7 separate regions of the Sus scrofa genome follow, and all the other regions are linked to region 1. The links are chromatin contacts, called in public Hi-C and HiChIP or PLAC-seq maps. All regions are on one chromosome and are shown on one strand. The core of a region is the stretch at or near the end of the contact, and the rest is flanking DNA. Distances in the headings are between cores, read along the strand shown. Region 1 holds the start of MEPCE (7SK snRNA methylphosphate capping enzyme). Region 2 holds the start of C3H7orf43. Region 3 holds the start of MOSPD3 (motile sperm domain containing 3). Region 4 holds the start of LRCH4 (leucine-rich repeat and calponin homology domain-containing protein 4). Region 5 holds the start of GNB2 (guanine nucleotide-binding protein G(I)/G(S)/G(T) subunit beta-2). Region 6 holds the start of POP7 (ribonuclease P protein subunit p20). Region 7 overlaps STAG3 (cohesin subunit SA-3).

Region 1 (2,700 bases), core at 180-2,679:
CTCATGTTGTTTTCCCTTAAAGGGCACACAGCCATGAACTCCCACATCGCTTCACCATCTGCCCTCTCAAAGAGCCAAGGCTTGGAACAGTAAAAGGCCTACTTCCACCTTTAAAACCAGAAGGAAGAATTTTGGGCGACCTACATTTCCCTTCTCTCTTCCCTCACCAATTCCCTCTTAAGGACGGCAATTAACACCAAAGGTACCACAGGCAAAAGTTCTTCACTCCCCTCAATAGGTAAAACAGTGACTGTCTCTTCCCCATCAAGAAACTCCTCGTGAATTTCCCCTCAGCTCCCTCTCCCCTCCCCCAGCCCGCGGAGGCACCAGGATCCTCATTCTCTCCGGCCCGTCGTCGCCCGCCCCGATACTACTGGGTTACTTTTGTTTGTTTGTTGGGTGCGAGTTTGCTGTTGGAGATTCTGAGGAGAGAGCTAAGAGTTGGTCCTCGTCCTAAAGAGAAAACTTCTCCTCAGGCTAAGAGTTGGTCCTCGCCCTAAAGAGAAAACCTCTCCTCAGGCAACAGGTACTAGGATTGGCCGCGCCTAGCACCTTCACCTGCAACCGGAAAAGCACCAGCAATCTTCTGGAGCGAGGAGGACCTAAAGGCCAGGAGCAGAATGAGCTACCGCAGCAACTCTGCAAACCCCTCCAAAACTCGAGCCAGTTTTCCCGCCACCAAGCAAGGTAAGGCGCGAGGCCACACACAAGCTCCACCCCACCCCTCCTACAAGCGGCGTGCTCGCAGGACTGCTGCGCATGCGCAGCTGGAAGCTAGTTCGGCGCTTGCGCAGCTGAGTTATAGCGCCATCTTCCAAACAAACGCCCTGTAAAACTACAAGTCCCATAATCCTGGTTGGCCTCACTTTTTTTTTTTTTTAGGTGGCAGCAGCAGTGCCTGATCGTTCATGAAGCCCATCTTCCTTTTCCTAACTTTTTTCTCTGCCCTAGACTTCCTTCCTGATTCCCATTCTCCCTTTGAGTCTCCTTCAAACCCTTATTTTGATATTTTGAGACTACCCTTAACACCACTCCCGCCTCTTTCGCCCTCTTCGCAGCCACAGGACCCAAACCCCAATCGCTGTGGGCCCGGAGAACGGGCCCCCTCTGAAAAGGGCATCGAGTAGCTTGTTCCCCATTGGCTGAGGCCGGGGCCCCCAAAGCCGACCGAAATCTCTTCCCTGCCCACGTTCGTTTTTATATAAGGCGGCGCAAACGCGCCGCGGGTGCTCGGAAAAGCCTGCGTGCAAAGGGGGCGGTGGTGGTAGATATACTGTTATTGGTGGCTGTGGTGGGCGTCTGGGTCGCCGTTCCCTAACGGGGGGAGGGGCTCGCGAGCAGGCGTCGGGTGGTGGGTGTGGAGGCGGAGAGGAGGGCGTGGTGTCCCCAGGTGATCGCGATTGAGGGAAGGCGGAGGAGCGAGAGAACGACCTGGCCGTTTCGGGGAAAGAGGAAGTTGGACAACATCGCCTTAGTACTTTTTTTCCCCCAGTTCATCAGAGAATATTTTCCAGGGGGGTGAGTTAAAATGACCTATTGTATTATACTGAGAACAGTAGTTAGGAAGACAGTGGGTACACTCCGCTCCTTTCCTTCTCCTACTTCTAGGTTCGCCCCTCTTTAGAAATAGGTGGGCCAAGAGGGCCACCACTTTATGAATAATTCACGAGGGCCTCCCCGTTCTTTAGCCACGCCCCTCCGAATCGTGCTGACGCATGTTGCGCGTACCAAACCTGAGGAAGCGACGTAGCAGTCCCCGCCTCTAGGACGGAGGGAGGGGCGTCATCTCCAGCACGTGCTGCATCTACCCGCGCAAGCCCAAAAGGGTGTGCGCAGGCGCTGCCCGCTAGGGGGAGGAAGGAGGCGGGGTAGGGAGGTTGCTGGGTTTAGAGCCGGGCGGAGACGGCAGAGACTCATTCCTCAGGAACAAGGGTCGGGTGTCAAGGAGACCTTTTCACACCAGCTCCCCGTCCCCCGCCTACGGTGGGTGGGATCGCGCGGCAGAGACAAAGGATATCACTAGGGACGGACGTAGCTGCGAAGGGAAGTAGGGCGTCAGTTTGGGGTGGTGGGCTTTGGTTGGGGGGGCTTAGGGGGGCTATATTTAAACTCCCGGAGCCGTTAAGTTGGTTCGTACTCTGATGCGCGCGCAACCAGGGTGGTGGCTGAGTGCGCATGCGTGATTCCGGGGCCAGAGGAACGCGCTCCAGCAGTGCGCGCTCGCGGCGAAGCGGTAGTGGTAGAGGAGAAAGGAGTCGGCGCACGCGCGGTTGGTTCCTCGAGTTCGGGTCTCGCGGGCATCTTGTTTTGGTCTCGCGGGCGAGTGGGGCGCGCTTCGGGGGAGGCGCTTGGGGACGAGACTAGGCGAGAAGCGGAACTGCGCGCGCACTCAGGAAAGGGGGGAAGGGAGCGCGGTCTTAGGAAGGGGGGGTTAAGCCCCCTGGTCCCCCTGGTTGCCCTCGACTGGGACGGAATAAGGGGAGGAAATGATCGAGATGGCGGCGGAGAAGGAGCCGTTTCTGGTGCCGGCCCCGCCACCGCCGCTCAAAGATGAGTCGGGCGGAGGGGGCGGCCCCACGGTGCAACCACACCGAGAGGTCGCCTCCGGGGAGCTCCGCGGCGGGACGCAGCGTGGGCCGGGCCCGCGCGCACACTCGGCGGGGTCCCCAGCTTCTGGGGCAGGCAAGGAGAGCCCCGGGG
Region 2 (2,700 bases), core at 195-2,694, 190 kb before region 1:
TGAAAGCGCTCTGCTCGCCCCGGAAGGTCTCCCCAGGAGATCGGGTCTGCAGCAGGCGCAGGTAGCCTTGATCTCTGACCTCTGGTGCCTCAACCTCCCGCTTCCACACGGTCACTACAATCTGAGCACAGGGGACACAGGACCACAGTCGAGAGGAGAGACACAGGCCAGTTGTCTGAAATAAGGAAACAGCTCTACCCCTTGCCAGTATTACCTTGGCCTTAGGTGTCCCTGGGGGCAGTCTGTCCAGTGAAACGGTGAGTGGGAAGATGACCTCATCTGTGGACACAATTGGTTCCTCCACAGGCAGCTGGGTGGTGAAAGAGGTGAAGAGGTCAGGAGAGTCAGAGGCAGCCCGCGGCGCCAGCGTCCCCTTTAAGATCTGCCCGGTACGTGGTTCTTGCCCTCCCCTCTCCTCATCCGTCATTCTCTTCCCGCTACGGGCTTCCCTCTCCCCTCCGGGTCTTTGGAGCCCAGCACACCGCCCCTCCACCCTCTGCCGTGTCACCCCGAGCTCCTCACCGTGGTCGCTCCCCCTGAGGTAGCAGGGCCCGGGCCATGGGTGAGGAGGGGGCTGCAGCCTCGAAACACCCCCCCACCGCCGGGATCCCCGCCCCCCGGGGGTTCGGGATCCTGATCTCCGGAGCCGCCGCCCCCAGGAGCCCCGCCTCCGGCGCTGACTGAGGCCAGGGCGGCCAGGGCGGTCGCCAGTTCTGCCCAGGCCCCTCGCGAGCCCAAGCCCGGGCCGCCCCCAGCGCCGGACCCCGCGCCGCCCCGGCAGCGCAGCACCAGCAGGAAGCGGACAGTCTCCCCCAGGTAGAGGTGGTTGCGCCGGGGCAGCGCCCGGTACCGGCCCGGGTCGCCAGCCAGCTCGGCGCGGGGCGGCAGCGGCACGGCGGGGAAGTACATCGAGTAGTCGCACTGGGACTCCATGGGCTGCGAGGACAGCGCGGGCCAGGGGCGAGGTGGGGCCGGAGGAGGCCGAGGGGGCCGACGGGGTGGGCCCGGGGAGCCCCGACCCCCGACGGGTGCTGCGCGCGGCCGGGCCGGCCCGAGAAACCGACCGGGACCGGGAACCGGGACAACGAACCCGGAACCGACACCCCGCGGGGGCCGGAACCGGGGTGCAGGGCCGAATGACTGGCGAGAAACCGGAAGCGGAAGGGAAGGGGCGTGGCCTCCGAGGCCCCGGAATTTGTGGGTGACCGGACCGTGAAGGAGAGGGGCGGGGTGCGGCTGGGGTTAGGCTGCGGGAGGAAGGGTTTAGGAGATACTGCAAACAGACTTCTTAAAGAAGAACTGCTAGGAGTTCCCTTTGTGGCTCAGGAGAAACAAACCCGACTATATCCATGAGGATGCGGTTTTCATCCCTGGGCCCGCTCAGTGGGTTAAGGATGTGGCTTTGCCAGCTGCGGTGTATTGGGATCTGGCATTGCTGTGGCTGTGGTGTAGGCCGGCAGCTGCAGCTCCAATTCGACCCCTAGCCGGGGAACTTCCACATGTTGTACCTGCGGCCCTAACCCCCCCCCCCAAAATGTTAAAAGAACCCCCTCCTATCCCGTTTCTCTTAGGAAGATGCTCCATCCCCTTCCCTTTCCACCCTACATAGAGCAGGTCGAAGTTCCAAATTATTTATTCATTCAACAAACATTTCATGGTGAAATGAGCATAGCCCAGTAACAAATATTTCATATAGAAATGGACTCATTATTCCAGTCCTTTGGGTTCCAAGCTTTCTCTGACATACTCCAAGGTTTGCTCCTCCAGGGCACCTCTGAGAGTGCTACTTGGAACTGCAGTGTGTGGGGGTCGTGCTGGAAAGAGGAAGGGGCCGAAAGGGGGAGGGAGGAGGTTACTGGTAGGACTGGGATTCCTCTGCACAGGCAGTAGGTCATGGAGACCAGTCCATGCAAAGTTCCACTGGTCCTCTAGGGAGCAGATATGCTTTCTGAGGGAAACAGGGCATTTGACTGCCCCACACTCATCACATGTGCCCTGTGGCTTGGCGGCTCTTCAGCTTAAGATGTAGTGGTCTGATGCCTAGGGAGAGGATAGCCTTGAATTTTTAAGGGGCAGAGAGACTGTTGGGGGAAACTGCTTGGCATCCAGCTTGTCCTTGTACTGTAGCTCAGGGGTAGCCAGGCGCTCACACTCTTCCTGGTCCTGGAGGCTCAGTCCACTCCGAAGCACGTAGCCCAGAACCTTTCCTGACCCAAACTGGAAAGGGCGGAACCGCCGGTCTGTGATGTATTTGGGGTCTAAAGCCTCACCCCCCACAAGACAATGTTTAGCCAGGGCCTCTCGGCGAGCCCGGAGCTCCGCCACAGCACTGTCCAGCCGGCTCTGGCCGTATTGCTTTATCCGTTCCCACAGACTGTGGTTGAAGTGGACATAGAGAGCCCAGTCTAGATTGTTCCAGGCCCGGGCCCGTGCAGTCAGCTGCCTGTCCTCAGCAGTCAGCCCATCGTCACTGACAGCACTTCCACTCTGCCTGCCTCCAGCCTGGGCGTTGTGCATGAAGCCCACCACGTCATCTAGCCCCCAGCACAGGGCATCTGCCAACAGGACCAGTGACTCATCGAAGTACTCAGCCACCAAGACCAAGTCAAAGACAGAGTCCAGCCAGGCCAGACTCCACTGGATGAAGGATGAAGATCCCAAATCTGAAGAAGCAGGGCTGGATGTCCTACTGTGACCGTC
Region 3 (2,700 bases), core at 113-2,612, 180 kb after region 1:
CACTCATTCATTGTTCACTCCACATGTTTTAGGTGCTGAAAATAAAACAAAACAAAGTCCCTACTGTTGTAGAGAGCAAGGTACATTCTACAGGAGCAGCGATAAACTAAAACATGCTATCAAGTAGCTCTATGAGTGCTGTGAAGAAAACAAAAGCGTGACAAAAGGACAGGCAAAGGGAGATTCTACATTTGATAGGGCGCTCAGAGAAGGGTTTCAGATAAGATAACTTTGTTTTGCTCCACTGCTGCTAACCAAAGGTGTGGCCTGGGGCAAGATTCTTCACCTTGTTGAAGCTGTTTCCTCCTCTGCGAAGGGAGTTGAAGATTCGGTGGGATGACGTAAGTAGCAAGGCTGACTCTTAATTCAGCAAGTAGCAAATATAAGTGATTTCCGAGTGAGTTCCGTGCAGGAAGGAATCAGAAGAACCTTGGGCTGAGATCCCAGTCCAACTGGGAGCTACTTCCAACTAGTTCTGTAGCAAACGGTTTTTGTTGCTGCGAAGGCTTCTAGGAGGACCTGGGATAGTAGAGAAAGAGGGCTCTCTCGTGGGAGGTAAATTCTAGTGATTCGGACGGGCTCAGAGTGGGGAGAAGGAACAAAGACCCATTCCCAGCCCCGCCCGGGTCCCCACCCCCGCTTATGCCAGGGTTAGCATTCTAGAGACGCTCGTAAAGTTTTACGTCACTAGGATGAAGCCAATCACCTCTTTACGTGCACCGATGGGCGCACTTACGGCTGAAACCAGGCGGCGCTGGCCAATGACAGAGCCCGTACGGCGGAAGAGTGAAACGGTCTCTCCGGAAGATGGCAGCCCTAGTACAGCCAAAAGCTGATTGGCAGGTGCTGTGACCAGAAGGCGAGCTTCATAGCAAGAGCGGCCATTCGGAGGCGGAAGTCCGAATAAGCGTCGGCTTGAGCTCAGGGAGGGGTCGGAGGCACAAATACAGGTCTCGGGAAAACAGAAGACGGAAAGGACAGCCCCGGAAGAGGCGGCTGCGGCAAGTAGAGTCTTGGGGGGGCAGACTGGGCAAGTGCCCAGGGACGCCCGGAAGGGGCGGGGCATGCTGCAGAGTGGGGCGGGGCTTATGGAGATCAGGAACCCGGACTGAAGACAAGGGCCCCGGCAGGGAGCTGGGAGGGGCAGGGTTTACGAGGTGGGCGTGACCCTCGAGGTAGAGCTTGGGGGCGGGGCCTAAGGGGACCCAAGGCAGAGCTGGAGAGGGGAAGGGTTTGGGGGGGCTGGGCCTGTCTTCTGGGGCCTCATCTAGCGGGATTCCGAGGCGGCGGCAGCATCAGTCCAGGCCCTGCCCTACGGTCTCATCCCGTTCCGTTTCACCCCTCTCGCCCCTCAGCTCTATCCTCCAGGCCCGTCCCCTGAACTCTGCCCTCGGATGTTCCACCGCCCAGAGCTTGCATGCGCCGTGGGGCGCCCCAGGACCAGGAGCTGGTGGGTTCGGGGGCTCCTGGGCGGGGGTCCCGGGGCGCCCCTGCTCCCTCGGGACCTGTTGTCCCGGTCCTCGTCTTTCCCCCGGATCTAGTATTCAGGGCGGACCAGCGGAGCGGCCCCCGGCAGTTGCTGACCCTCTATAACCCCACGGGAGCAGTGCTTCGCTTCCGAGGTGAAGGGGATGGGCGTCTCGCGCTAGGATCTGGGGACTGGCAGAAGAAAATTGGGGAGCTGTATGGATTGAGCAGTCAGATGAGTACGGTCGTATGTCCAGCCTAGGCAGAATGGATGATCGGAGGTGGGGGGGCGGGGTAGGAGGCAAAGGCGCTCCATGGGCGGGGCTTGTACAGGGTCCCTGAAGCAATAATCATTCTCTGTGCTTTCTTCCTCCAGTTCTGTGCACAGCACCTGCCAAATACACAGTGTTTGACGCGGAAGGATATGTGAAGCCTCAATCCTGCATTGACATGTGAGTTGGGAGGGGAGGGGTCGAGAGGCTGATGAAAGCCAGGGGTTGCTGCCAGAATAGTTCTCTGATTTACTGTGCTTTGGCCTTAGGTCCCAGACCTTGTCCTCTTCAATCTGTTTTACCCACCCCTCTGTCTGCGTCCCTAAGGGAAAGTTTCCTGGGAGGGTGGGGCCTGGATCCACTTGGATCACGGCCCCTCAATGGGCCTCTCTCCTTTCTTGAGACCAGTGTGATTCGCCACGTGGCCCCCAATCCCAGCCACTATGACGTCCAGGACCGCTTCCGCATTGAGCTGTCTGAGGAAGGAACAGAGGGCCGAGTGGTGGGGCGCAAGGACATCACCTCAGTTCTGAGGGCCCCAACGTACCCCCCTGAGCTTCAGGGACAGCCTGACCCAACGCCCCACCCAGGGCCCCCTTCCTGGACCGCTCCACCCTCGGCCCAACACTTCCCAGAGAGTGAGTTTGGGGATGGGAATTCTGAGAGTTCTGTAGGGAGGGAGGACCTAGCATGATCTTAGAGATGAGCTCAGTTGGAGGTGAAGAGGCCTCCGGTTCAGTCTTTTGCTTTTTGGTGGAAACCTACCTAGGAGTTGAGATTTTACATCAGGTTGGTTTCTGGCTTCCACTGAGGGGGAAAAAATGTTTCCCTTAGCTCTGACTTCAGTACTTCCCATCATGTATCAGCCAAGTTCAGTTCAATAAGAAGCGTAGGTTGAGCAACTCCTGCCGTCCCAAGTTGTGTATGTGTGGGAGACAGGGGTCTCTGCCCGATAGACCAG
Region 4 (2,700 bases), core at 96-2,595, 150 kb after region 1:
CCTGGGCTCGGATGGGGTGGGGCTTTGGGAATGCAGTCCTCCACCCCTCTCTCAATCCCCACCCACCCCAGCTGCCAGCCCAAGGTCAGCGGTGGCCTCCTGAGCAGCTGAGGCCTGACTCACCTGTTACAGTGGCGTCCCCTACACCCTACCGTCAACAGACACCAGGATGGAAGACGCATGATTGTTAAGAGCCTATGGTAGGGGGAGTGGGAAGGACAGCTAGACGGTCTCTAGCTTCCCAGCACTCCCCGCTGGGAGATAAGATTTCCTTCCTTTCAGCAACTGCAAGTCCCCTCCCCTAGGGAAAGCAGAAACTGTACTGGGAATTCTAGGGTCTCTATGAGATCACAGGCTCCACAGTGATCTCACACACGCAAGGAGGAGGAGTTGCAGATAAAGGGATTAGGGATAATGGGAAGAGCTCAGGGAGAAAAGAGTTGGCGGGAGGTGGGAGATTTGCTTTTCTCCCACAGGCTGCCTGGGTGAAGAGCCGGGTCCGAGCAAAGGAAACAGAAACTTGGGGCTATCAGGGGCAAATCCATGGGAAGCCGCAGGGAACCTGGGGCTGCTCCTATCTTGGTGGAACAGGGGAAAGAGTTGGAGGCGAAGTGCAGAAAGAGAAATGAGTCATTAGAGGGGCTCGTGGGAACGATCAGAATTGAGGTTGAAGAGGTCACGCAAATAAGCCAAACTAGGGGAGGGGCGGGACCATTCTACAGGTGCGCAGATACGCAAATAAAGACAAACGGAGGTGGGGGCGCTCTCACAACGCTCGGCCGGGGACCCTGGGCGTTCCGTGCAAACGAGAAAAGTGTTCATTGTCTAGTAGTTCTTAAAATGGGGAAGGGGTGGCAGCTGACTTATGCAAAACAGCAGAATCCAGAACTCGGACCACCAGGTGAGGGAGCCGGCCAGGCTCCCTGGCTCCAGGAAAAACGAGGGGCGGGGCTATGCAAACGAGGGTCCCCGCGGGGCCCTGGGCCGGGTGCACTCACCAGCCTGGGTGATGTCTGACAGGTCGTAGCTGCGGGCCGCGCCCCGGGGGAAGTGCTTCAAACGCCGGTTAGACAGGTTCAGGGTCCCGGTGGCCACGGCCTCCTCTAGAGCCCGCTCTGCACTGCGGCTCCCGGGCAGACCCGGAGATCCTGGGACGGAGGTTGTGGCCGCCGCCTCCTCACCCCCAGCGGCGAGTGAGGCCGCTACCACCGCCGCCATCCGCTCCTGGCGGCTCCCGCTGCCTGACTGACGGGACCGGCCGTCCCTCCTTGCCCCTCCCCCTCCTCGGAGCCGCCGTAGTGGCTTCCAGGGGGAGGAAGCGGGCTCGAGGACCCGGCGGGCCAATCGCTGTCCCGGGACGCGTCGGAAGTGGCTAATCAGAACCCGCCGGGGGGGTGGGGACTCCGGCGCTGGAGTGAGGCGAGACACGGGAGGGGGACTAGAATGGAGCGCTCGCCAACGGCCGACGTTCCAGGCCGGCCCACCCCGCGCAGCCGCATCCAATCACAAATCTTAGGGGTGGAGATGGTCCAATCAGGTCCAGTCAGGAGGCGGGGACGCCGGCGCTCCACTTGAAATGATAGAGGCGGTGAAAAGCAAGGCCGTCTCTTTTTCCAACGAAGACAAATCGCAAGCCATACACAGGCGAGTGACTGTCGAGAAGGCCAATTAGATCCTCCAAAGGGAACCTGACCCGGCCTCTTCTCTGAGGGACGGCTCTATCTACCAATAGCATGGGCGAGAAGGCGGTCCCTTCACTAAGAAGGAGGCGGGTGAGCTAGAACTTTGAGACCGACGTAAAGAATGTGAGCGCTGCGTGTTGGGCAGGCTGGAAGGAGTAGAGGGACTGCAGTAGCGTGTGCGAGCTGGACATGTTAGGGAGCGAGCCTGCTGTGGTGGCAGCAGGCAGATTGTGGGTATAGGGGGAGCTGGAGGCAAGACGATATCTGAGGCCAGTGAACAGGGGGTCGTTGCAACCGCAGGGACCATGAATGTCATATCAGCTGCAGAGGCCGAGGCCCGGAGACAGTCTCCGGAGGCTGGGCGGACAGGCGGCTTCCCAGGGACCGGGGATGCCCAGCTCAACTCCTGGAGGGAGGGTTACGGGAGACCAGGAGATCCTCGAAAATAACCGCCCGATCTGCCCCCTTGCCCAAAGAAGTACGCCTGGGCAAATTGTGATGATCAGACCTGGGGGCTTAGTCTAGAAGGGACCTCATCTAGAAGAGGACCGCCGTTTCACAAACGAGGAAAGTGAGACAGAGGGAAGAGCTGTCAAGAGCAAACAGCAAGTTATCGACAGCTCGTTCTAGAGGCCAGGCTTCCTTCCCCCTGCATCAACTTTTGCAGTGGGCTTTTTTCTGTTCGCATCCTCTTCTTTGTCTCCCGAAGTGAAACTGAGTGGATAAAGGGGACCCAAATACAAGAGGAAGTTACCGATTCTTGCTCCGTCCACGGAGAGTCTTAACATCCTGTTAAGTGGCATAAGAACCCAATATAGTCCATTTAATTGGTTAATAGCTACCTAGCCACAAATAGCTCAAGGTTCTTTCCCATAAGTCACATCTCAGATGCTGACATTCCAGAACATTTATTGAGTTATTAAAATTCCATCCCAGGTGTCCCAAACTAGCTGTTTACTAGGCCCCCTGAATAAGGGAGTTTGATTGGCTGGCTGACAGTCTGTTCACCAGCAGAGTA
Region 5 (2,700 bases), core at 195-2,694, 220 kb after region 1:
TCGGATCCCAGGTTGTTGTGGCTCTGGCGTAGGCCGGTGACTATGGCTCCGATTCGACCCCTAGCCTGGGAACCTCCATATGCCGTGGGAACGGCCCAAGAAATAGCAAAAAGACAAAACAAAAAACAACAACAAAAAAAGGAATGCAGGATCCAAAACCAGGCTGCAAACTGCACCATAGGTCACCGCAATGCCAGATCCTTAAGCCACTAGTTGGATACTGGATACTAGTTGGATACTGGATACTAGTTGGGGTCATTACCTGCTGAGTCACAATGGGAACTCCCTCCCTTCCAAATTCTCATTGACACCTATTACCTACTGCTAATATATGATCGAATTGGTGAGTGCTCCATAAATGGAATTTGTGCTTAACTAAGAATGTGACTTTTCTTATTCTCTTTAAAAATTGGTGCTTTGGAAACTGTTTTTAATGCCTTCAACTGAGGCTAAATGAAAAGTGTATGTTTTAATACTTTTAAATCGCATGAGGACTCAATGAAGGTTACTCATTGATTTGAACTTTCCAAAACATTTTCACAATCCGCAGGATCTTAAAATAATCCAAGGTGACTTGCAGGGCAGGTAGCTATCAACACTCTCATTTTATAGATGTGGAAACCGAGGCCTATACTTACATTCTCATCCCTTCGCGGAGATGGTCCAGAGCGAGGTTCATCAAGAGGCTAGATATTAATACACACAATAAGGTCGATAAAGCAGCCTTGGTTCATATTCCAACTCTGCAGCCCTAGGACTCTGTTTCCACTACTGTAAAATGGGGACAAAGCCAGTACTCAACTTCATAGCACTGTGAGGAGTAAATAAGTATGAAGCTCAATAAACGAGTTGCTATTAGAGTGTCATGCCGCCACATAAAGAGTTCCGCAAAAGCCACTGGGCAACGCGGGGGCACTGCCTGGGCAGACCCGTTCTCACAGCATACCTGAGTTCCCAGGGGCCGCCCAGGTCCCCATGGCTTCCCGCCCGGGCACCTTCGGAAACACTGCTCCTCCTCGCTACGCGTTGAGGCCGGCTGGCCTCTCCAGCAGTGATCAACACTGATCTCTCTCAACCCTGTCCCCTGTGGAGGGGCGTGGTCTCACAGACAAAGGGCGGAGCCAAGGCGAGAACTGGGGCGTCGAGCTCCCCTTCCCAGTCTGGAGCCGCCCAATCCGGGAGGGCAGGTCACGTGACCAGCGAGCGGTTTCACCCTCCCCTATGCCGGTACCACCTATGTCAGTCCCAGAGGGGATGTTTTGTGCCTTTTCGGGAAGCAAAGTATTTTTCTGAGCCCATTTTGCGTAGAAATAATGTAGAGTAATATCTTTGATGTTATGGGGTCAATATTTGCCCCCTAAGTGCTATTTTTCCCCCGGCCTCCCCCCGATAAGTAGTTGGTCTCGTCCAGCCGGGCCCTGGGCGCGGCGGCGACGGCCGCGTCACTGGCGGGCGGGATCCCTCCGCTCTGGGGAGAGCAGCGCTGGACGGTTGAGTTGGGGTGACTGAGAAAATCCATCCGCGTCGCCGCCGCTGCCGCCTCCGCCGCGGAGGAAGACAGGACCTCCCGCTCTCCTTTAGCGACCCTTCGCAGAGTCCCACCGCCACAGGTACCTCCGCTGGTAAAAGGAGTCCTCATCCCCTTCCCAGCCCCAAATTCCCGTGGGGGAACCTCTCTTCCGTCTGTCTACCCGGTCTGGCCTCTCGGGAGCGGACGTAACTCCCCAGACATCCCCTCCCTTCTTATGGCCCCGTCGCTCCCAAACCCGGAAGGGGAACTGGGGGACCCTCGCCCCCAATAACGCACGCGCTCCCTGCAGCATCAGGGGCCTTTTGCCTGACTCTAGACCTCATCTCACCCCCACCTGCCTCTTGCTCCCTGAGAAGTTGGGGGGCTAAATTCGGGGCTTCCTCTAGGCCCTGTCCCGCCCCCTTTCCCCACCACTGCCACCCTCTTAGCTCCCCCGGGGTAGCACCCCTCGTGTCCTCCCATTTCGCACCGCCGCTGGCATTCGCCTTGCAAAAGTCCAGAATCCTCAGAGAAGCAGGCAAGGCCGCGAGGCCACCCTTCCCTTGTCTCCACCCTCGATTTAGGTTCTTTTCTGGACCCATTACCCCCTAGACCAGAGACCTCGGCACCTCATTCCCTTTAGCAGTCCTAACCTCACGCTTAGCTCCCAGTCGCCCCTACCCCCCACCGAGCTTTCTTTTGGGCAAAATGGAGGTCGTGGGGGCCGGAGAGCCAGGCCCACTGCGTTTCGAAGAGCCACACCGGCCCGCGCCTTCCCCTGCCAGATCCGGGGACCCTCGCTTGTCCCTTGCCTCCCCTTCGCCCCGTCAGCCTTGCGGAGGCGGTGGCACCCCCATTTCTCCTTGGGACCCCAATTGCTGTATGCCCAGAATCTGGGGTTGCCGAGGGGGCTCGGAAGGGTGATAGGGATTGAGGGCTGGGAGCGTTGCCCCCGCCCCCAGCGGCTTCCTCCTGGCCTGCTTCCTTCTGCCTGGGGCGTCTGGCGCTGCCGCCCGGCCTGGGCTGCCGGCAGCTGGAATTGAGGGGCTTTGTCCCGAGCTGGGGAAATGGGATGGGGGTCTCTGCCCCCCACTTTGGAAGGGCGTCCCCAGGCTCTGGCGTAGAAAGCTGAACAGAGCGAGGGGAAATGTCAGCGGGGAAGAGAAACGCCCAGGGCCTGGGGGAAGTGG
Region 6 (2,700 bases), core at 52-2,551, 250 kb after region 1:
GTTTTCTACTTTGTATAATCTCTGTCTGGTTTGGGTCTCATAAAATGGACCCTCTTCTATTTTCTGAAAGAGATTGTCTAGAATTTGCGTTTTCTTTCTTTCTTTCTTTTTTTTTTTTTTTTTGGTAGAATTCACCAGTAAAACTATGTGAGCCAAGATATTTCTTTTTATAAAGTTAAAAAAAACCTATGAATTTAATTTCCTTAATAGTTACAGAACTATGCAGATGATCTACTTCATCTTGGGTAAGTTTGGTAGTATGTGGTTTTCTGGGAATTGGTCCATAAATTGTGGAATTTGTCTGTAGCGTGGTCTATATTACTCTAAGTATACTTTAATGTATGAGGGATCTTTAGTGCTATCCTCTCTTTCATTTCTGGTAATCATAACTTGAATCTTCGTTCTCTTGTTCTTTTGTCAGTCTTGCTGGAGGCTTATCCATTTTATTGATCTTTTTCAAAGAACCAGCTTTTGGTTTGAATTTCTTTATTGTTTTCTTGTGTTCAGTTTAACGGAGGTTTTTTGGTTTGCTTTTATTAAAGTATAGTTGATTTACAGTGTTGTGCCAATTTCTGCTTTACATACAGCAAAGTGACCCAATCACACGTATATATACATTCTTTTTCTCATAATTTAATTGGTTTTTGTTCTTTATTGTTTCCTCCCATCTTCTCCCTTTGGCTTTACTTCGCTCTTTTTCTAGTTCCTTGAGGTGGAAGCTTGGATTACACTTCCATTCTTTTAAAAATGTTTCCAGAATACTCCTTGGTTCCCTGAAGAACTCCTGTTTGTCCATCAAAACTCAGCTCATATGTCACTTCTGAGGCAGAATAAAGTGGTAGACAGGCTTTCCTCCTCACCCCCAAATAGCCCCCAAACTTGTAAATATCTGAAGCTAAAAAGAACCACAGGATTTAAATGGTGCTGGGAAAGTTCTCAGGAACCTGACCACTTTACAACCTCCAGTCAAATGGAGTCGGACTCCACCCCAGGCAACAAAAAGCCGTGTAGGGGGCATAAAAATGCCAACTCAAATGTATAGGCTTACAGTTTACCCAAGGTTATATCGGGTTTCGAAACTCAGTGGCAAGAACAGGAATTGTCATCCCTATTTGAGTGATGAGAAAACTCAAGCGAAGAACAGTCAAGGACCCCAGTGCAGCTCTAACTCAGTTTCCAGTGGAACTCCACCAAAGCTAAAGCAACCTGGGCCGAGAACCCCTCCCCACTGGCCTTAGGGAGCCTCCAATCCCTCTGTGCTGCCCTGCCCTTCCCGCCAGGGGGCGCAGGTCCCTGCTCCTGGGTGGCGGGCAGAAGCCAAAGAGCTGGTGGATGACGACTGAGGAGTGCTAGTGGGTCTGCGAGCCACAGGGAAGCTGTAAAGGCTAGCCCCACGGCTCACAACTCGCGTCCCCAGGCGCTGGCCTGGAGGTCACCCTGGTCAGAGAAAGGGGAGAAGAACGGGTCCCCGTAAACTGCAGAGGAGTCCCCGAGCCAAAGAACTTGTCCTCCGCCAAGGGCCGGGCCTTGCTTGCCCCCATCTTCGGGCAGCCGGAATCTTGGACGGGAGGTCAGTTCTGCCACACCTCCTCTGACCCGAGGAACTGCGATGGACCCGGGAGTCCAGACTTCTCTTTAGGCCATTCGCGATCAAGATCAGTGGAATTCGCCGTCCTCCCTCACACCTTTGGAAGACCCTTACCCCTAAATCCTCCACGCCCCTAGAAAACCTCCTCTCTTTTCTCCCCTTCATGACTCCTCCGGGAACCGAGTACTGGGTGGGATTGGCCCAGGGAAGCTAACCTTTCTCTTTCCAGATCCTCCCCGGCTTCGACTTGGTATACGCCCCCTGCCTCTGCAGCTTACAAGTGGTAGATCCCATCACCCCCGGAAGCCTCGCGTTACTCAAACACATCGCGCGGTTTTGCGAGCAACTCAGGAAAGGGGCGGGGAGAACGGATGCCGGGAAGGCGATTCGCGGATCGCCCGGGCCTGGCCACGGGGTATGGGCGCGCCTGCGCACTCGGGGGCCTTTTCAGGAGCCTGGTACTAAGGGCGCCCGTGTTTCGGCGTTCCTGCGGCGAGTCCCTTCCCTTCTCTTCCCTTTTTGGGGCCTGGGAGTTGCGGGCAGCTCCTTCCCTTCAGACTGGTCGGCGCAACGCTCGAGTGGCCTGGCAGGGGAGCGGGCTGCGTGCGCGCTGAGGGCACTGTGGAGCGAAGAAGGTAGGCGTGGGAATAGCTGGGGCGGTGGAGGGGCCTGAGATTGGGAGCGATGTGATGGATGAATGGGAACCGGAGGTGGGGGAGATGCTTGAGCTTGAGGTAAGTGGGAAGGGACTGAGACTTGAAGCGACGAGGGGCGTCGAGTGCGACCCCTCTTGGCTGCACCGTTTGGGCGGGAAACGGGGTAGGAAACGAAACCTGGTCTCTCCTCACCCATGGCTGATCTTTCTCCCACACCAGGGCACACTGCATGGCTGAAAACCGAGAACCCCGCGGGGCCGTCGAGGCCGAGCTGGACCCGGTGGAATACACCCTGCGGAAGCGGCTTCCCCACCGCCTGCCCCGGAGGCCCAATGACATTTATGTCAACATGAAGACTGACTTTAAGGCCCAGTTGGCCCGCTGCCAGAAGCTGCTGGACGGAGGGGTAAGGGGTCAGAATGCATGCACTGAGATCTACATTCATGGCTTGGGCCT
Region 7 (2,700 bases), core at 104-2,603, 160 kb before region 1:
TCTGCGAGCTCTGCCAGAGTTGCCTCTCAGATGTCGATCCTGAGATCCAGGAGCAGGTGAGCGGTTACTCAAGTGGGACGGAGAGCACAAGTCTCCCCTCTGCCCGTGCCCCTCCCCACCTTTGCCTGGGCCTGAGGAAACCCTGTTCTGAGGGGAAATCACAATGTCATTTCTGTTTTGGTCAGTATTCTCCTTTTTAAACATTTTTTTTCTTTTTTTTCTCCAACAGGCTTTTGTCTTGTTAAGTGACTTGCTTCTCATATTCAGCCCTCAGATGATCGTAGGGGGACGAGATTTTCTTAGACCACTTGTCTTTTTTCCTGAAGCCACTCTCCAGTCAGAGCTAGCCAGCTTCCTCATGGACCATGTCTTTATCCAGCCAGGAGAACTGGGCAGTGGTACTGGGACTCTATACTTGGGGCTCAGGAAGGGTTGGGGGCTTGGGCCTGCCTCGAGCACAGAGGGCAGGAAGCCTAAATCTGTGATTCTGATACTTCCGTTCTGCATTTGAGGTGAGCCAGGCCATTCCCAGGAGGATCATTTACAGATCGAGCAGCTGCACCAGCGGCGCCGCCTCCTGGCTGGGTTCTGCAAGCTGTTGCTGTATGGGGTGCTGGAGATGGACGCAGCCTCAGATGTTTTCAAACACTACAACAAGGTACACCAAGGCTCCAAGCTGAGCGCAGCCTTCACTGAGGACACTACAGAAAGGAGGGTGCGGAGAGGACAGTATCAGGCTTTAAGGAGAAGCAGCGGGGGAGGACCAATAGGAGTTGAGAATAAAAGGTCAAAGAGAGTTAGCAGTAAATAATTACAGAGAAAAAGCTGTTAGGAGGAAGAAATTCATTGGAGAGGAAATGTCTTAGTCTTCCTGGCTAGAAATTTTTTTTTTTTCTCTGAACCTAGTCTATGGGATAAGGTAATGTAAGGAAGAGGAAAAAAGAATGGACCAGGGTACAATCCTCACAAGATACCTAGATAATGTACCTCAGTTCCCTCAACCCACCATTGTGTTGATTGCTGTTTCTTGAGTACCTACTATCCCAGGCACCTCAGTGAACAAAACAGACAATAGTTCCTGCTTTCTGGAGCTTCTGTTTTGGTGGGAAGAGGCAAATAGCAAAGACTTCAGTGCAAGATGACAGGGGGCACTGGCAGGCTTACGACCCTTCTTCTCCAAGAAATGAGCTCAGGGCCGAGCTTCTTATTTATTTGCCTGAACTCTAGAGATGTGATCTGGTATGAGTTGTTTAATGCATAGATTCACATTTTCCTACCTAAGGCTCCTTTGGAAGGAGACATGATTAGGGCTATGAATAATGAAACAAAGCAGAAACAGTCTCTTCCTGTGGTTAGACATTATCTTCTCCACTTCCTCTCCGTCAGTTCTACAATGACTATGGTGACATTATCAAGGAAACATTAACTAGAGCAAGGCAGATTGACCGAAGTCACTGTTCCCGAATTCTGCTGCTGAGCCTCAAGCAGGTACCCTCTTCTGCCTAGAGAGCCTCAGACCTGATGTGCCCTCCTGCAGCCCACAAGCTGTCCTGTGCTTAGCCCTTCAGAATGTGAGATCCTTCAGAGCAGGAACTTCCTAATTTATTTTGATTTCTACTTTACATGACAGTCTCCCTCATAACTAATAGACCAGTAAAAAGAGGCTTTTTTAAGTGGGCAGTCTCCACCCCTATCCATACAAACCCCATGTCAGGTAGAACATGGGAGCACCAACAATCAAGTGACAGGGAATTCCTAATTTCTTTCCAAGTCTGGTCTTTCTCACCCTTTCAGTTACTACAGACATATTTGTTTATTGTTAGAGAGCAGGGTGAAGCCCCTCTCTGCTGCAGCTGATCAGGAATAGAGGAATAGGGTCAGTGTCCTGGGAGGAAAGAAGGAGTTAAAAAAAATAGCAGATGGCTTCCCGAACCCTTTAGGATTTCTCGGCAGAAAAGGGAATGCTGTACTTCTCTACTTCTGCCTTGTTTCTCCTTTTCCCAAATGTGCCATATGCCTTGTCTCCTGGATATAGTTATACACAGAACTACTGCAGGAACAGGGGCCCCAGGGCCTGAATGAGCTTCCGGCCTTCATCGAGATGAGGGACCTGGCCAGGAGGTTTGCCTTGAGCTTTGGGCCGCAACAGCTACAGAACCGTGACCTTGTGGTCACACTACACAAGTAAGGAAGTATCGGTTGGAAGGCAGGGTACTTGAACCTTCCTGAGAGGGCTGAGCCAGAGGCTGTGTACAGGGAGGGCTAGGAGGGAGGAGGGAGGGGGCAGGCATGTCGAGGAGCAGCAGTTGAGCTGGTGAGGGGGTAGTTTCTGGAAGACAAACTGGGTCCTGGACCAGGAAGGAAGGAAGTACTTGGACAGGATGCCTCAGCCTTGGGAGGGAAGTGGGGAGGGACGATCTTCCTAAAATGATTCTGCTCAACCAAGGGAAGGCATCAAGTTCTCCTTGTCAGAGCTTCCTCCAGCTGGCTCCACCAGTCAGCCCCCAAATCTTGCATTCCTGGAGCTCCTTTCAGAGTTCTCCCCCCGACTCTTCCATCAGGACAAGCAGCTGCTGTAAGTCAGAGGGTAATTGGGTAAAGATGTGGGTTAGAGAAGGTGGCTGTGACCATGTCAGCCTCTCCATTCCACTTCTTCCTTAGACTGTCCTACCTGGAGAAGTGTCTGCATCGTGTCTCCCA

Evidence for each region. A called contact is a pair of places that touch in the nucleus more often than the background predicts. HiChIP or PLAC-seq counts read pairs in DNA pulled down with a chosen protein or histone mark.
Region 2: an H3K27ac HiChIP or PLAC-seq map of alveolar macrophages shows a contact between it and region 1. The contact joins the promoter of C3H7orf43 here to the promoter of MEPCE in region 1. A contact is called at or near these places in 3 of 5 promoter capture datasets (fetal liver, fetal skeletal muscle and liver), 7 of 47 Hi-C or Micro-C datasets (alveolar macrophages, embryonic fibroblasts, epiblast stem cells and 3 more) and 2 of 2 datasets of contacts at active chromatin or transcription factors (alveolar macrophages and skeletal muscle).
Region 3: an H3K27ac HiChIP or PLAC-seq map of alveolar macrophages shows a contact between it and region 1. The contact joins the promoter of MOSPD3 here to the promoter of MEPCE in region 1. A contact is called at or near these places in 1 of 5 promoter capture datasets (liver), 3 of 47 Hi-C or Micro-C datasets (heart right ventricle, liver and skeletal muscle) and 1 of 2 datasets of contacts at active chromatin or transcription factors (alveolar macrophages).
Region 4: a Hi-C map of skeletal muscle shows a contact between it and region 1, with 4 times the contacts expected there. The contact joins the promoter of LRCH4 here to the promoter of MEPCE in region 1. A contact is called at or near these places in 1 of 5 promoter capture datasets (liver), 4 of 47 Hi-C or Micro-C datasets (heart right ventricle, liver and skeletal muscle) and 1 of 2 datasets of contacts at active chromatin or transcription factors (alveolar macrophages).
Region 5: a contact with region 1 is called in an H3K27ac HiChIP or PLAC-seq map of alveolar macrophages. The contact joins the promoter of GNB2 here to the promoter of MEPCE in region 1. A contact is called at or near these places in 4 of 47 Hi-C or Micro-C datasets (blood, heart right ventricle, liver and 1 more) and 1 of 2 datasets of contacts at active chromatin or transcription factors (alveolar macrophages).
Region 6: a Hi-C map of liver shows a contact between it and region 1, with 2.0 times the contacts expected there. The contact joins the promoter of POP7 here to the promoter of MEPCE in region 1. A contact is called at or near these places in 1 of 5 promoter capture datasets (fetal liver), 1 of 47 Hi-C or Micro-C datasets (liver) and 1 of 2 datasets of contacts at active chromatin or transcription factors (alveolar macrophages).
Region 7: a Hi-C map of liver shows a contact between it and region 1, with 1.9 times the contacts expected there. The contact joins the enhancer-like site here to the promoter of MEPCE in region 1. A contact is called at or near these places in 2 of 5 promoter capture datasets (fetal liver and fetal skeletal muscle), 5 of 47 Hi-C or Micro-C datasets (embryonic fibroblasts, liver, omental adipose tissue and 2 more) and 2 of 2 datasets of contacts at active chromatin or transcription factors (alveolar macrophages and skeletal muscle).

What each region holds. Positions count from the first base shown.
Region 1 is chr3:8,355,173-8,357,872 of Sscrofa11.1, forward strand. MEPCE (7SK snRNA methylphosphate capping enzyme) reads left to right here and starts at 1,430. Exons shown (of 4, transcript XM_003124352.6): 1 at 1,430-2,700. The coding sequence starts at 2,487. ZCWPW1 (zinc finger CW-type PWWP domain protein 1) reads right to left here and starts at 1,023. Exons shown (of 18, transcript XM_005661906.3): 1 at 559-1,023.
Region 2 is chr3:8,161,294-8,163,993 of Sscrofa11.1, forward strand. C3H7orf43 reads right to left here and starts at 1,445. Exons shown (of 10, transcript XM_013995411.2): 1 at 523-1,445; 2 at 215-310; 3 at 1-121. The coding sequence starts at 933. LAMTOR4 (ragulator complex protein LAMTOR4) reads left to right here. Exons shown (of 8, transcript XM_013995418.2): 5 at 307-389. GAL3ST4 (galactose-3-O-sulfotransferase 4) reads right to left here. Exons shown (of 5, transcript XM_013995412.2): 5 at 1,616-2,700. The coding sequence ends at 2,041.
Region 3 is chr3:8,530,383-8,533,082 of Sscrofa11.1, forward strand. It overlaps MOSPD3 (motile sperm domain containing 3), which reads left to right and starts at 1,363. Exons shown (of 5, transcript NM_001195356.1): 1 at 1,363-1,622; 2 at 1,844-1,919; 3 at 2,148-2,377. The coding sequence starts at 1,418.
Region 4 is chr3:8,509,997-8,512,696 of Sscrofa11.1, forward strand. It overlaps LRCH4 (leucine-rich repeat and calponin homology domain-containing protein 4), which reads right to left and starts at 1,346. Exons shown (of 23, transcript XR_002342282.1): 1 at 999-1,346. FBXO24 (F-box only protein 24) reads left to right here and starts at 1,430. Exons shown (of 20, transcript XM_021086233.1): 1 at 1,430-2,700.
Region 5 is chr3:8,577,593-8,580,292 of Sscrofa11.1, forward strand. It overlaps GNB2 (guanine nucleotide-binding protein G(I)/G(S)/G(T) subunit beta-2), which reads left to right and starts at 1,445. Exons shown (of 10, transcript XM_003480989.3): 1 at 1,445-1,610.
Region 6 is chr3:8,606,230-8,608,929 of Sscrofa11.1, forward strand. POP7 (ribonuclease P protein subunit p20) reads left to right here and starts at 1,302. Exons shown (of 3, transcript XM_013995472.2): 1 at 1,302-1,570; 2 at 1,818-2,223; 3 at 2,464-2,700. The coding sequence starts at 2,474. It overlaps LOC110260076 (branchpoint-bridging protein-like), which reads right to left and starts at 2,475. Exons shown (of 3, transcript XM_021087974.1): 1 at 2,437-2,475. The coding sequence starts at 2,475.
Region 7 is chr3:8,198,853-8,201,552 of Sscrofa11.1, forward strand. It overlaps STAG3 (cohesin subunit SA-3), which reads left to right. Exons shown (of 33, transcript XM_021086217.1): 23 at 1-56; 24 at 230-398; 25 at 513-658; 26 at 2,036-2,184; 27 at 2,447-2,575; 28 at 2,662-2,700. Among named protein-coding and RNA genes, the nearest start is that of STAG3, 24 kb to the left of the region's middle. Within about 2 kb of position 1,354, at least 11 of the 83 cell types and tissues checked have an H3K27ac peak or open chromatin away from gene starts, as enhancers often do. A contact at or near this core is called in fetal liver and liver, where this site is marked.